Regions from separate parts of the Sus scrofa genome. Here region 1 is linked to region 2. The links are chromatin contacts, called in public Hi-C maps. All regions are on one chromosome and are shown on one strand. The core of a region is the stretch at or near the end of the contact, and the rest is flanking DNA. Distances in the headings are between cores, read along the strand shown. Region 1 overlaps CLCNKA (chloride channel protein ClC-Kb). Region 2 overlaps SPEN (msx2-interacting protein).

Region 1 (4,808 bases), core at 1,303-3,802, 77 kb before region 2:
TGCTGAGCCATGACGGGAACTCCTACCCCATTTGAAAGATGAGGAAACTGAGGCTCAGAGAGAGCTGATGCAACTTGCTCAGGACCACACAGTGGCAGAGGACAGAGGCAGGTGCGACAATCCCTGGGGACATGCCCTTGCCCCACCCACGGCTGGTCTCGGCTCTGTGCACACCCCAGAGGGCCCCAAGGTGCCCACCTTCATAATCAGGAAGAAGGAGAGGGTCCCCAAAACGGTGAACGGTGGGTGGTACCATTCAAACCACAGGTTCTGGGGGTCGGGCTCTGCAGGCCAGGCTGGGGACGCGTTCCGGGTCATCAGCGCCCACGAGTTGTCGTCGAACAGTGAGTTCAGGTGCTCCCTCATGGACAGCTGGGGTGGGGCCAGGGCAGAGTTCTGCGTGAGGGCTGGGCAGCAGTTCCCTGCCACCCCCTCGCTGCCGGACCCTGCCTCAAACCCTTCCCAGCCACTTTGGGTTGCGGGGAGACCCTGGGAAGGGCTCTGCCCCTCATGCAGCTGCAAATGCCTCATTGGTAAAATGTCACAAGCCATCCCCTTATAGGTATCCTGGGCATGACGGAAGACGACGATGGTCCCAAAGTGGACAAGGACTGGGCATTCCCCCTTCCGGCCGCCCCAGCTCAGCACCCCTTACCCGAGAAGCTATGAAGCGGCCCACGCCAGGGGGGTAGGTGATGGAGGCGAGGACCAAGGCTGCCAGAGCGGAATACAGAGGCTTGCTGTGGAAGCGGGGTGGGGGAGTCAGCTCCAGGATGGGCCCTCCGCTTCCCCCACCCCAGGGAGAGGGAAGCAAGAGTGGGTCCCACCACCCTGGGGCTGACGCTGAGGCCTGAGCAGGAGGAGGAAGGACCAGAGCAGGGACGACGCGCGGCCAAGGGCCCCACACTGCTGGGGAACAAGGGGTGGAGCTGATGGGAAAGGTGGGGACAGGTGGGCTGCCCAGCCAGGCAGGTGGGGCCAGTGCAGCAGCCGGGGCAGAAGAGGGCTCTGAAATGCCAAGGCCAGGGGGCAGAGAAGATTGGGAGGTTAGGGGGCTCAGTAAAGGGGGCTGGGTGAACTGGGGGTTCAGTGAGGGGGCAGGAGGTTAGTGAGGGAGTGAGGACTCAGGAGAGGGGGCGGTTGGTAGCCCAGGAAACTGGGCACACGGAGAGGCGTGTGAGGGAGGGGATGGGAGCTCCATTAAGTGAATGTGGGTGCGGAGGTTGGGGGCTCAGTAGGAGGATGGGGATACAGTCGGGGGTGCAGCTCTCTATATAAGGCAGTTGTGGGCTCAGGAGGCTGACTCTGGGGGGGAAGGATCTCCCTGAGGGGCCCCCAGCCCCTATCCAGACCTGGTGGCCAGCAGTTTGGAGAGGAACCGATTGGTTTTAAGGAAACCGAGGAACGTTCGCTGACAGAAGAGGTAGGCACAGCTCACGATGCCACAGATGGCTCTGGGGGAGTGCAGAGGGGAGGTGAGTCCACAGCCCCCTGATCCCCTCCAGAACCAAGGGCAGCAGTTCGGGCTAGGGGAGTCCCCCGAGGCACCCACTCACCCCAGCGCCACAAAAAAGAAGATTTCTGGCAGGTCGAAGGGGACATCCACCCGGAAACTGGTCTGGTAGAGGGGGGTGATCGTCTCTGGGGAAGGAGGGGCAGGAGGGATGAGGGACCACTCTCGTACCCCAGTTAAGCCCCAGGATTCAAATGAACAGGCAGGGGTGGAGGTGGTGCCAAGTCTGCTCCAGAATCTCCTTGTCCTGGCGTTCCTGGGCCTCCCTGAGCTTGGCTGGGTCTACCTGGGCCTCCCTGGGTCTCCCTGGGTCTCCCTCCTGAACAGCTGGACCGCTTCTATCCCCAAGGCTCCCATCCCTTATGCCCGATACAGGTCAGTTCCTTTCCACATGCCTAGAAGGAGGGGGTGGAGAGGAAGAAGAGGGAAGAGAGAGGAAAAGACGGGAGGGAGAAGGGGGGCAGGAGGGAGGGCCGGGCGCGGCTCACCCTGCTCGCTGTTGAAAACCGCCAGGAGGCGGAACATGAAGGCCCCACAGGTGGCCGCGAAGAAGCCCCTCCAGTAATCCCAGACGGAGAAGTGGGAGGACATGACCTCCAGGCTGAACAGGACGCCTGGGGGCGACACTGAGCTCAGACAGCCCCCCCCCCCCCCGCATCCATCCGGGCGCCCCGACCCCGCGCGTCCTGCTCGCTTAGAGACCCAGCAGACAGGGCCACCCCTTCTCCTCCGTCGTGAGCTGAAGCGAGGGCGGGGAGGGGAGGGCGGGCGGGCGCCACCTGCCCAGGGCACACGCCTGTGAGCGCTCTCCCCGGCCACCTCGATCCTCACAACAGCCTGTGGGATGGGGACGATCACAATTCCCATGTCACCGATGAGGAGAGGAGTTCTGAGAGCTGAACTCACCAGCCCGGGGTTACACAGGGGCGTCTGTTTAATGTAACCGCGAAGCATTGGGACCCCCACCCCCACCGCCACCCCGGGGCGGCTCTGCCCTTCCGGAAAGACTGACATTAAGGACCAAGACCGGATTAGCCCCCCTCCTCGGGACCCCGCCTGGCGGCGGGCGCGGGGGACTCACCGCTGAAGGGCGCCGAGAACACTGTGGCCACGCCCACCGCCGCCGCCGCCGCCAGCATTTCATTTTGCTTGATCTTGTTCTGGAGGGATCGGAGTTTCGGCTCAGAGCCAACCCCCGCCTTCCCCTTCGTCTCATTCCTCCAGGGTGGGGGGTGGGGCGCGGGAGGCCTGAGCCCCTTACCTCCGACTCCCCAATGGTTTTGGTGCGCACGCGGCCCAGGTAGGCAGCGATCATCACGGACAGGTGCACGAAGGGGCCCTGACAGGGGAGGTGTGGGCACAGGGCACAGGGTCACCCCTTGGGGAGATATGGAGCCCTTCCTCCCCCTCCCCCTCCTCCCTCTCCTCCCCCTCCTTCTCCTCCTCTCCCCTTCCCCCTGGGGCCCAGGGTTGGGAGGCAGAGGAAACCTCATTCAGAGACAGTGTGGCTGCCCACCCCTCACCCCATCTCCCCAGCTCACTTGTCTCACTGCTGGGGAGGTATCTTGCCTCCTCCCCATGACTGAGCCCCCCACAAAGGCAGGCATGGCCCGAGTCCCACTAACCCTGCTTTGGAGGGGTGATGGGGAAACAGCAGGCAGGGTGGGGTGGGATAGGGAGCTCTCACACTGCCCATACCACTTTGCCCAGGAAGATGGTGCTGCCTGCGGCCAGGGTGCAGGTGAGGCCCACCACCTTGGCCCCGAAGTTCTTGATATCCAGGTAGTCCTCCAAGACCACGCCCGACAGGATGGTCTTCAGCTCTGGAATTCCAGAACCTTGGCAGGGAAAGATGGTCAGGGGACAAGGGGAAGGACAAGTTCTAGATCAACCCTTCGAGCATTCCCTGAACAGGGTTTTGCAGCATGATCTTGTCAGGACCCCTAAACCCTCTGAGGTAGGATTTGTGAACCCATTTTACAGATGAGGAAGCTGAGGTTCAGAGAGGGAATGGGAATTGCCCACCTTCTTCCAGCTGGGCCTGGCAGACAGCTGTGGTGGGATGGGGGGACCTAGGAGAGAATCTCAGGCCACCTGGACACCCCTGCACCTCCCCTCTGCTAGCCTGGAGCTGAAGGCAGAGTTGGGCCCTGGGAGACACGTGCCCCTCTGTGTGCCCCTCCCTGGGGAGCCCTGGCACTGGCCCAGAGGAGCCCTCAGAAAAGGAGCAGAGCCAGCAGTGACCCAAGAGGCAAGACCTGGCCTTCTCACCGTGTGGCTTTGGGCAGATGACATGGCTCCTCTGAGCCTGGCTTCTCTGGCTGTGAAGCAGGGTCACTGCTGCCTGCGTCCCCCCTCAGGAGCCCCGGGGCATACGAAAAGGCTTTGACCCAGGGGCATACGGGGCAAGTCACACAGGCAGACGGCGTGGTGAGTGGGCTCACCTCCAGAGAAAGGCGTGATGCTCTGGGAAAAGCCCGAGGAGAAGGAGACCAGAGCCACGGGGTACACGGTCCAGGAGAGATACCGGAGTAGGTGGCTGTCCCCAATCTCCCGGTACAGCCACATGTGTGCTGGGAACAGCCTGGAGTCAGGAAGTCATCCACAGGCCCTGCAGCCCTCAAGCGCCCACTTACTGCCCAGGAGAGAGAGGCTTGGAGAGGCCCAGGGCCACCCTGTGAGTGGCAGGTTTCCAGGAGGAGGCAAGAATAGATGCTTGGATCCACCCATATCCCAGCTGTGTGACCTATTGGCGAGTGACTCAATATCTCTGTGTCTGTCAAATGGGCCAGTGATGGTACCTCCCTCCCAGAGTCATTGTGAGAAAGTGCCTCCTCAGGTGATGCCTGGTACCTAAGCAGGTCCTTGTGATGAGACCTGAGGGAGCTTCCCAGAGAAGGGCTCTTAGACCCATCCTGCCCCATGCCCCCTCTTCCAGGGAGACCTCAGGGTGGAAGGAGCCGGCTGAAGCATGGAGAAAGTTCTAGACCAGTGCCCTCCCCCAAAGATACTGAGCTGAGAGAAGGGAGGGAGGAGGAGCAGGGATGGCAGGAAGAGGTGGGCTTGGGGCTCAGAGGAACAAGGGCTCTTGGGACCCTTTGAGCTCCCACTCACTGTGCAGATGAGGAGACTGGAGCCCAGAGAGGGGCAGGAGCCTGCCCAGAGTCACACAGCCAGTCAAGAGCAAAGCCAGGACCAGACCCAGTCCTCCTCCCCACAGAGAGCCATCTCTCTCCCCACCACAATCCCGCTGCACCTGGCAGCCCACCTGGCAGCCCACCCGGCATCCCCAGAG
Region 2 (4,807 bases), core at 382-2,881:
CAATTGGGGAATTCGAAGTGTCCAATTTACACCACAGCACTGAAAAATGGTTCAAAAAATGAAAAACTTGCGTACAAGATAAAATTATCTTTGGGGAAGATTTGTGGCAGAAAGGCAATAGGTCCCATGTAGGTTTGGTGGGAGTGGGATAAGGACTAGCTGTTCCCATGAGCCAAGGACCCTTGGTTCTCCCATCCAAGTGACAATCACATCCACACTTGACGTGTTTTGTATTTTTTAATAAAGTTTGTAATCCAATGGACACACAAAACAAAACTGCGCTGAGAAAAAGTTTCATAAATTAATAAGTGTTAGGAAGTTGGGGGAGAGGTCAAGGTCATAGGAAGGGAAGCCAGTCTTTTTGTACAGTCTTGTGTGTGTGTGTGTGTGTGTGTGTGTGTGACACTTCCAAATTGCGGGGGCAGGGCCCGTGCTGTAACGAAGCGCACTTATACAAATGAGTGACAATACAAAGTCTGAGTATGAAAATAAGATCTTCTCTGAAAACACATTTTTGGCACAGATTAAAAAAAATGTATGTCGGGGAATTTGATTTTTTTTTTTTAGTATTATATATATTTATATATATTATATATTTATATATACACACATCCCAAGTTCTGTATATTCCACCAAGAAAGAAAATCCTTCCGTTTGCTCTTTTTTGATTGTAAACTGTACATCCTGGGTGAATCAAAGATGGTGGCAGCAGGAGAATTAAGAAAGGTGACACATCCAAATGAGCAAGGGGAAGGGAAGGGAAGGAGTGGGGACGAAACAACCCAATGAAATGTTCCTTGACCCCAAGATTTCAGCAGAGTTCACAAAGTCCTGCGTGAGAGTCTGCGATGTGTGTTTACATACACCAAGACATCCAGAGTGTCACAGCCTGTCTTCACTGTGCAAAAGTCCAAGTCACTAATTTAGTGCAAAGGCAGTTCTGTTTTGTTTCTTAAAAACAAAAACAACAAAAAAATTAATTCCACTGCCCTGTTCCTTTTCTCCAAAAAGAGAAACCCAGCCTCAAGGTGTCTGCAAGTCCATCGGTTGGTGGTCTGTCCTTGGGCTAAATGTCATGTAAACATACAAGTAGCAGCACCACTGCCCAGAGGGGTCTGTCCGACTGAGCCGGGAGGGCGGGCGGGCGGGCGGGCGGGCAGGAGGGCGAGGCTGGCCGTCAGGCAGTGGAGTCTGTCCCCCTCGGCAGCTTCTTCCTCCACTTGGCTGGGTTGTCCTGTGTTTATTTTTTGCTGCAGAGCCTCAGGAAGATATACCGCGTGGCGACCATTCAGTGGCTCACACAGAGGCGATGACAATCATGAGGTGGGGAGAGATGTTGGAGATGCTGGCCAGGAGGTCGGGGGCCAGACGGGACAGGTGACTCTCAGAGAACTCGCAGGGCGGGAAGATCTGGAGCACGTAGGCGGGCTGGAAAAGGGGACAAGAGAAAAATGGGACCCCATCTTCACCTCACCCCCTCACACACACACTACCCTTCTTCCCTTAAACATTTCCAACTGGGGGCCCTAAAGGCCCAACACAGAGCCAGGTTGAGTCAATCTCCCAACCAGCCAGTGCCTCTGAGACGTTGCCAGAAGAAAACCCAGTGAAAACGAACCGCTGCACACCTCTTCTATATTGTTAAGCTAAAGAAAAACCTCTGCTGTCTGGCTGGCCACTGCGTGACTCCAGGGTGGGCAGTGGCAGACCCACCCATGCACTCCGCCTGTCCCTTTGTCCACCTCCTCTGGGAAACTTCCCTGGACTCCTCTAGCTGGCACTGGCAGCCATACGTCACCAGATGAGACGTGTGTGTTTGCCGAGGAAGGACCCCGGGCTGACCTGATTGGAGCCAGGGTTGGGAACGTTGATGATCCCTGCCGCCTGCTTGGCCTGCAGATACGTGATGAAGGCAGCCTTGAGGGACTCAGTCTGGCTCACAACGTCTTCTTGGTCACGGCCACAGGGCAGAGCCAGCAGCAGACAGTAATCTGTCTCCACCTGAGGAAGAGGCAGCCGGCAGTGATCAGGACTCATCTCACAAAACAGCAGCCCCAGAAGAGGCCCTTCCGACAGAGGGATTTGACCCCTAGATCCACAAAAGCCCCCACTTCTGAGATGACCTTGAAGCCCATCCCTCTGTTTGTTGAATGAAAAAAGCCTCATCTCTGGGTCTAGGGGCACGTGACATCCCCAGTGGAGACAGAACATGCTCTTCATCACCCACTCCGAGAATGCCACGACCTTGCCCCATGGCAAGCCCGAGACACAGGCAGTGGGGCCACCCATGCCTTTCCTCCCGGTGGGTGGGGCAGCTGCTCACCTGGGCCCCGAGTCTTACCGTCATCCTTCGGGCAACCCCCTCCAGCTGTGAGGCCTCCAGCCGCATCCGCTGGGCGATCCTCAGAGGGGGCCCGCCTTCAGAGAGGGGCAGGGAACGGTGGGCCAGGACATTGTTGCCAGAGACGAAGTGGAGCTGCACAGCAGCTGTGTCGTTCTTGAGGGCCAGCAGGCCCTGCCACACGATGGGGTACTTCTGCTCATAAGGAAACAAAGACAAGTGAGCTCAAGGCTGGAGAACAGAGCCATGCTGGCCACGGCCCTAGGCAGCAGTCAAGCAGGGATCTTAGGACACCAAACAAGCACAAGAGCCTGGAGGGTGGTAGGGGAGCCCCCTCTCCCCAGGCTTACCTTCAGAAGCTGGACCATATCCACGGGCCTCTGGGAAGTCAAGTGCGGAGAGGAATCTTGTTTGGGGGCTGCCTGGGCTTCAGTATGTGGCAGAGCCAGTCCTGGAGGGGTGCTGGGGCCTGAGGTTGTGGGGACAAACAGTGGCTGCTTTGGGGCAGCCTGAGTGGGGAGAGGGGCCGGGAGGTCAGGCTTCATGGAGACAGACACAGGGGAGGGATAGGAGGTCTGGCTTGTTTCCGCCTGCGCCCTCTGGACCTGGCCATGGGGCTCAGCTGGCCTGCTTGCAGGTACACTGGGGAGGCGCGGCTGTTCTACTCCTGTCTGGGTCCCCTTGGCCTCCTGGGAGACTGGAGGCATCTTGCTGCTTGGTGGCTGGCCTGGCTGGCTGAGCTGGGCGGGCTGAGTGGGCTGGGCAGGCTGGACAGACTGCACAGGCTGGAGAGGCTGGGAAGACTGCGCAGGCTGAGTGGGCTGTAAGGGCTCGCCTTCAGGAGGGGCACCCTGGGGGGTGGGGGGAGAGAAAGGGTCGGAGTCAGAGCCTGTTATGCACAAACAACATCTTGCCCCCAACCGACCAGCCATGGGCCCCTGGGCCGGTCAGCTGCAGGGCCATCTCCTGTCGCCAGGCCCCCCAGAAGGAGCTTTAACATGATGGGTGTGCCCATGGGCATTCAGGATTGAGGATTCTGGTAAGAGATCACCTCTCCCCAGTCCTGTCCCCCAAAATGGTCACCTCTTCCCTGCCTTCTCACCCATGCAGGCAAAAGCCAGCACTCTACCCACTCCCTGGGTTCTCCAAGCTGTGATCTGATCCCTTCAGCCCCACACTGAGAACGCTCCTCTTTAAATCCACAAGAACAACACACGTCAGGGACCTTGCTGGCACCTCCCCCACTATCTGGACCGGAAGCCAGATCCCGGGCACGCTCACCTGAGTGGGAGCCTTGGTCCGGGGAGGCAGGCCGATGGAGGCAGCAGCTGGAAACTGCGTGTGTGTGAGCTGCGCCGGGCTGTGGTAGGTGCGGATGTCTCCGTACCTGTACTCCTGAAACAGCTCCCCGCTGGAGTGCACGATCTGCACCCCGTGGGTCACCACCACGGGCGGGGTCAGGGGCAGCCCCTGGAGCTGGTTGCTGGGGGTGACTGTGAGGATGCGGGCCTCACCGTGAGAGGCTGGGGCGGGGGCAGCTTTGGCATCTGCCGTCTTGGCAGCATCTTTCACTGGCTGCTGAGGGGCCTTGCTGGCTGGGGGCACCTTCACCACCCCATCTGCTGCCCGGGGCTGCTCGCTGACCGCCGTCACGTGAGGATGCACCATGATCCTCACATCCCGCGGCACGGTGTATGGGTGCAGTCGGTACTCGGACTGCATGACCAGCACCTCCGACTGCACAGGGGCTGCAGCTCGAGCAACAGGGAGATGATAATGCACCTCTTCCTCAGGAGGGTGCTGGGAGGCCAGGGCGGGCACACCGGCCGGGGCTGGCTGGGGGGTGCCTGCACGCTGCGGGGCCCGGACCTCTACCTGCTGGGGCTGCAGGGGGCCCGAGGAGAGTGAAGCGTCTCTGGCCGGATGCTGTAGGTGATGCTGGGCAACGTGGGCGTGCTCATCCTCACCTCGCCCTGCGACAGGTGGCCGAGGGACACAGTCTGGGTGATGCTGTGGGGCGGCATGATGACAGACTGCTCTGGGTGAATGCTAGAGATGAACTGAGGCACAGGGATGCCTGCAGCCAGCATGACTGTGGCGTTGGTGGAGAGCGCGGTGGACGTGGTGCTGCTGGGGTGGCACGCCCTGGGGAACGGGGTCGGAGCTGGCCCGCTAGGTCGAGGGGAATGGGCATCTGGCTTTGTGGCCGCTAAATGGGAGACAGTTCGATCTGTCGGGGTGCTGGGCCCCGAAGAGACATGGTTCACTTCCGCAGGCAGTTTGCTGGGCAGCGCAGGAGGGTGGTGGGGAGTAAGAGTGGAGCCCAGGTTCGCCGGTTGAAGGACCTTGGTCTCTATTTTGAGGGTGACAGGGTCAGCGAGCTTTTTGTTAGTGGTGACTATGCTTGGGGTGAGGACCAGCTGGTTGTGCACCAGCACCGGGGGTGTGTTTATGCCCTGGGTGAGG

What was found. Hi-C and Micro-C count contacts between places; a contact is called where the count stands out from the background.
Region 1: a Hi-C map of embryonic fibroblasts shows a contact between it and region 2, with 3 times the contacts expected there. The contact joins two enhancer-like sites. A contact is called at or near these places in 4 of 47 Hi-C or Micro-C datasets (embryonic fibroblasts and fetal heart ventricle) and 1 of 2 datasets of contacts at active chromatin or transcription factors (skeletal muscle).

Annotation. Positions count from the first base shown.
Region 1 is chr6:75,180,560-75,185,367 of Sscrofa11.1, reverse strand. It overlaps CLCNKA (chloride channel protein ClC-Kb), which reads right to left. Exons shown (of 19, transcript XM_021095408.1): 4 at 3,958-4,086; 5 at 3,212-3,351; 6 at 2,775-2,852; 7 at 2,595-2,673; 8 at 2,002-2,127; 9 at 1,557-1,641; 10 at 1,353-1,454; 11 at 656-740; 12 at 199-372. Among named protein-coding and RNA genes, the nearest start is that of CLCNKA, 4.0 kb to the right of the region's middle. Within about 2 kb of position 2,552, at least 26 of the 83 cell types and tissues checked have an H3K27ac peak or open chromatin away from gene starts, as enhancers often do.
Region 2 is chr6:75,102,880-75,107,686 of Sscrofa11.1, reverse strand. SPEN (msx2-interacting protein) reads right to left here. Exons shown (of 16, transcript XM_021095393.1): 11 at 4,239-4,807; 12 at 3,623-4,236; 13 at 2,692-3,192; 14 at 2,342-2,536; 15 at 1,843-2,001; 16 at 219-1,428. The coding sequence ends at 1,297. Among named protein-coding and RNA genes, the nearest start is that of ZBTB17, 39 kb to the left of the region's middle. Within about 2 kb of position 1,631, at least 3 of the 83 cell types and tissues checked have an H3K27ac peak or open chromatin away from gene starts, as enhancers often do.